2 separate regions of the Callithrix jacchus genome follow, and region 1 is linked to region 2. Evidence: chromatin contacts called from public Hi-C data. All regions are on one chromosome and are shown on one strand. The core of a region is the stretch at or near the end of the contact, and the rest is flanking DNA. Distances in the headings are between cores, read along the strand shown.

Region 1 (2,700 bases), core at 61-2,560, 180 kb after region 2:
TTCTTCTTTTAGAAGAAGTTTGTATATAGCATGTGCGTGTGTGTTTAAACACGTTTAAAAATTCATGTAAAAATTTGTCAGTTTGGAAAGCAGATGACTTCCAGAATCCTGAGAAAGTGATCATAGGGTACCCTTGGTTAGGTGCACAGTGAAGGGCAAACGATAGCTGCCGTTTGACATTACCCAACATTTGCTGGAGGCTTCTTTGACTAAATAAATTTATAAAATCAATATTTACTCCTCACAACATATTTTGTTCTGTAGTCTGGGGTGACCCTTCTGTGAGGAACCTCCTCTGTGTCATTCCAGTTTGTTGTTTCCAGGAACACAAAAGTAAAAACTATATAGTCGCTGGGCGCGGTGGCTCACGCCTGTAATCCGAGCACCTTGGGAGGCCGAGGCAGGCAGATCACGAGGTCAAGAGATCGAGACCATCCTGGCCAATATGGTGGAACCTCGTCTCTAAAAAAAATAAAAATAAAAAATAGAAAAGAAAAAAAATTTAAAAACTATATAGTCCATGTAGACTCAACATATTCCTTTTGACTAGAAGACATCTAATGCTGAGTTCTAGCTCTTTAAAGCTTATATAGGATACAAGTAAACTCTAGTAAGGAATTTACCGCACTGCCATTGATACTGCCAGTGACAGTTTCCCTTAAATCAAGACATGACACTTCATCTTACTATAAGATTTTTGCTGCTATTTATAATGGAACACAAAACATTGAAGAAATTCAGTTTGCAGGTAGTGTTCAAAATACTAACTAGAATAGATGGGCCATTTAATTAAATATACACGAGACTGAACTATGCGTCGTGCTTTAAGCATGCTTATTAACACTCAGGGTCAGCAAGAAAAATGCGTCACTCTCCGGGCCGGCATTTTAGCAACGTGTTACTCTTTGGTATTATAATCTATCGTATTCTCTAGCGGAAGCAACCGAGTGCACGTAAAGAGGTTGGGGATCAGCTTCTGGTCACAAAAAAACACTGAGCAAAGGTGATTACAAATGACGGTTAGCTTTCGTGAACTAGAATGGACATTTTTACGGTGAAGACGATCTTTAGACATGACTCCACCCATGTCTCTGCAGTCTGGTCCGGCCTCGGAGTAATTCCACCCCAGCAGCGGGAAAGTTTCGCGCGTGCGCAGTAGGCCTGCCCAGTGCCAAGTGGGAAAGGCAGAACTTCCCTATCTTTTGCGTCATATCCACGCGACGCAAGTCGTCACCGGCTTGAATGGGAAGGTCAGTCACAGCTGCCGGCGGGCGTACAAGCGCTTTTTGCCCGCTGTTCCTGACGCATGCGCCTGTCAGCCTTGGCTGGCCAGTGCATGTCCGCTGGATTGTGAGGCCCGGTTTCTGGACTCCGCTGTGGTGCAGAAATGCTGTGCCGGCTTGGCGGTCGGTGGCTGCGGCCACTCCCTGCCCTGCACCTTTGGGCGAGGGACCCGCCGCTCGTGCCGGTTCCTACGAGCGGCGCCAAGCGCCCCACTCTCCCAGTGTGGGCAGTGGCACCAGTCTCTGCAGTAGATGGGAACGGCTGGTACGAGGCCCTGGCCACTTCTTCGCCGGTGCGGGTTGCGGAGGAAGTACTGCTCGGCGTACACGCCACCACGGGACTGCCCTGGTGGGGCGGCATTCTGCTCTCCACCGTGGCCTTGCGGGGCGCAGTTACGCTGCCCTTGGCCGCCTACCAGCACTACATCCTGGCCAAGGTGAGGGGCGCCGAGCCGTGCGCGCGCCCTGCGCGGCAACCCCTGAAGTGGAAGAAAGTCGACATTCACTCAGGGTTTTCGATCCCACGATATTGCCTGCTGCAGTGCTTAGTGTTTAATCATCGTGACTATTTTATTGTGACCATTTTAGCGTTTAAAAACATTTAGCATTAGGTGTGTTAAGATTTTGTACATATGAATCTGTCATTTCGTTTTCGTTGTTGGGTTTGTGCTCCGAGCACAAGTGGTTGCCAGAGTTCTCTCAGAGAATCGAAACAAAGCAGTCAGTGGCAGAAGAAATGGAGTTGGTGAAATCTATAAAATTCATGTCTTAAAAGTTGTAACAGCCAGTATGTCTGCATACTATTAGCAGTTTGCGAATTTGATTCCTATCCAAGCCCGACTAAGACTGTTGGTTGGTCACAGTCACTTAACCTTTTAATGCTGAATCCTTTTTTCTGAGGAATCAGGATAGGAATACCTTCCTTACCTATTTCGCAACGTTATGAGAGGAAGTCAGATGATGTGGGTTAAAGTGCTAGATTATTCAAATGGACTAGTTAAAAAATAATGGCTTTCATGTTTTCAGGTTGTGAGCATTGGGGAAAAAAATCGGAAACAGAACGGGAACGGAATCAGCAGCAACATTAAGTCAGTGAGCTACTTTACAGGAAAAATTAACACAGGGCAGGAATAAATGCACTTTTTATTTTTGATCTGTGTCTATCACAGTGCATTAAAGGTTCTTAACAGACTGCAGTTTTCTCCACTTACTTTACTAGGAAATCTAGAGATGGAACAGTAAAGTCCAGGGTGCAGTTCTCATGTAATACTTCTAATCCTGTGAAGTAGATGCTGTTATATATTTTATATGTAAGGGAACATGATTTTAGAGCTTACTTGCCCTTCATGATTACATGAATAAGTATACATTCTGAATTTTTGAATGAGGACATTTTAAGCAAATTGACATCATGTGT
Region 2 (2,700 bases), core at 37-2,536:
TTTGTTTGAATGAACTGATTTAGTCATTGCCAATTCTGCCATGGTACTCTGTAGAGTACTGGCAACTGCCCACATTTCATATGGTATGCCAATGCTAAAAAGAAGAAAAAAGCTAAAAAATAAAAAAAATCCAGGCATATTCAGCTAAACTTAGCAGTCTTAAAATGGCAACTATGTCAGCTGAGACATACTTTTAATTTTGTGCCAGTACATCTGTCTTTGATGTTTGCTTCATTTTCCTTATGCCACTATACTCCTACTAGACCAGAAAGGGATAATTCTGAGTTCAATGGGCTCCACTATCATTTCAAAACTCCTTAAAGTTCTTCGGAAACCTAAAAATGAACTCACAACCCTACAAGAGGATACAGACAATAATCATTATTTATGCCTGCTTCATAGATAGAAGTTGAATCGAAGAGGGCCGAAGAGCTAAATCAGGGTCATTCAGTGAATCATCTACAAAGCCTGGCACAGATCATGCATCCTTCCCGTGTCTTCCTCCCCTTGGAACCTTGAGTTGTAATGATCTTAGACATCTCCTAATCGACTGCTTTCATATTACACACGTGTAAACTCACGTACAGGATGTCTACAACCCAAACCTTAAACTCAGTTAAAGAAGGCTCTTTCCCCAACACAACACCACCTCTCAGGACCCAAAGCTCTATCTCTCGGTTTGGCGGAGGAAAAAACGAGAATAAAACTGCGTTCAGCAGTCCAGAACGAGGCCCCCACCTCCCCTATCTGGCAGACCGGCCTCCCGCTAACAACGTGTCTGGACTGCACCTCCGCACCTGCTTCCCACACTGCGCAGGGTCGGCTCCTCTCCAGCCTCCCCGTTCTCTCTACACACCGCAGCACTGCGCGCCCGCGGGGCCCCAAACAAGGCCCTCGAAATCTCACTTTCGCCTTTCAGCTACCCGCACGCCACGGGGCTCAGGCGACGGCTGATGGCGTCACTGCACTTCCGCCTGCGGCTGCGTTCTAGTCACAAGCCAGGAAGAAAAAGGGAGGGCTGCAGGGCTGTGTGTGCGGGAAATAGCGGGTAAAGAGAAGAAATCCGGTAGCTCTCGGGCGCTCCCGGGGCATTTGCGCCCCTTTTATCAGTCCCCGCCGTTTCCTGTCGGAAGCTGCCCCAGGCACACTTCCCGGGCGTCTTTCCAGTCTCCTCTCCTCTGGGTCTCCCAACACCCGGTTTCCCTCTTATGCCTCACCCCCCCTTCCTTTGCTCCCTCCCTCCTTCCCTCCCGTCAGCAGACTCCCCGCCCTTAGTATCGCGAGACGAAGTGAGAGCTGGCGGAGCGGCGGCGGCAGTAGAGGTGACCGAGGCGGTGGCGGCAGAGGCGGCACCGATTGCTGTGTCGGCCCCAGTGCGGCCGAAATCGCGGTAGCGCGTAGCCCCCACGCCCCTCCCCCGTCGGCGCCCTCCCTCTTTCCCTGGGGATGGAGAAGGCGACGGTTCCGGTGGCGGCGGCGGCGGCGGCGGCTGCGGCTGCGGCTGCAGAGAGAGAAGGGAGCCCCCCGGCGGTGGCGGCTGTGGCTGCCCCCCCCGCGGCGGCGGAGGTCGGCGGCGGCGTTGGCGGCAGCAGCGGAGCTCGCTCGGCCTCGTCTCCTCATGGGATGGTGCGAGTCTGCGACCTGCTCCTGAAGAAGAAGCCTGCGCAGCAGCAACACCACAAGGCCAAGCGTAACCGGACTTGCCGACCCCCTAGCAGCAGCGAAAGCAGCAGCGACAGCGACAACAGCGGCGGCGGTGGAGGCGGAGGTGGAGGTGGAGGTGGCGGTGGCGGCACCAGCAGCAACAACAGCGAGGAAGAGGAGGACGACGACGACGAGGAAGAGGAGGTTTCTGAGGCAAGGGCCTGGTTTCAAAAGAAGGAGGGAGGAAGGGATTATAAGGGATAGGGGGCCGAAGGTGGGAGGGGACTTGGCGGTGGGACAGATTCCAGTGGGTTGATCTCTTAGGGGCCAGGCTTTCGACTGCCCCCTTTCTTTCCTCGGCCTAAATCGTGAGGTGTGGGAATGTGGGGGAGGGTAGCTGACACGTGGGGGTGGGAGGACCACAGAGTTCCCAGAGTTGGTGAACAGCCTGTTATCATGGGATGGCTCACATGGTTAAGGATGGAGGGAATTGGTTAGATTCCCTGTTTACACGCTGTGGGGGTGATCTGCCTGGGGCCAGTAGGGCCACCTTATTCTGGGGTGGGATCGAGATCAAAGCGGGAGGAGTAAAATAATAGGTAGATGAGTCTCTTGGGGACCAACTAGGAGGTTGATCAGCTTATCCCAGTTGTGAGGTGGAGGGGAACAGTTTGAGGGGGGATGTAAGGTTGTAATGGACTCAGAGCTAAGTGTTTGTGTATATGAGGGGCACGTGAGAAGCTGTACTTTTCCATACTGTTCTGCAGGGTTTTTCACCACTATCCTGGCTACTAAAGTAACCTCACTTCCTCGATCTCTCAAGGATTTTGGATGAACTGATGCTGTATTTTTATACATTTATCAGTAACTTTAAATAATTACAAATGACCATATACATTTATAGGTGGATAAAATATATTTCTTATACATACATACATACATACATACATGTCTTCAAATGTTTCTTTAGTGCGTCAGAGTTAAGCCAGGACCTGTTGTCCCATAATATGGGACAGCCAAAGAGTCGGCTTTGGAGCCAGGCCTGGTTGTGGTGAG

Evidence for each region. A called contact is a pair of places that touch in the nucleus more often than the background predicts.
Region 1: a contact with region 2 is called in a Hi-C map of skeletal muscle, with 8 times the contacts expected there. The contact joins the promoter of COX18 here to the promoter of ANKRD17 in region 2. A contact is called at or near these places in 2 of 3 Hi-C or Micro-C datasets (both in skeletal muscle).

The regions. Positions count from the first base shown.
Region 1 is chr3:124,998,283-125,000,982 of calJac240_pri, forward strand. It overlaps COX18 (cytochrome c oxidase assembly factor COX18), which reads left to right and starts at 1,311. Exons shown (of 6, transcript XM_008993193.6): 1 at 1,311-1,720. The coding sequence starts at 1,388.
Region 2 is chr3:124,817,432-124,820,131 of calJac240_pri, forward strand. ANKRD17 (ankyrin repeat domain 17) reads left to right here and starts at 1,287. Exons shown (of 33, transcript XM_054253289.2): 1 at 1,287-1,857. The coding sequence starts at 1,447. LOC144581811 (a long non-coding RNA gene) reads right to left here and starts at 952. Exons shown (of 8, transcript XR_013533083.1): 1 at 798-952.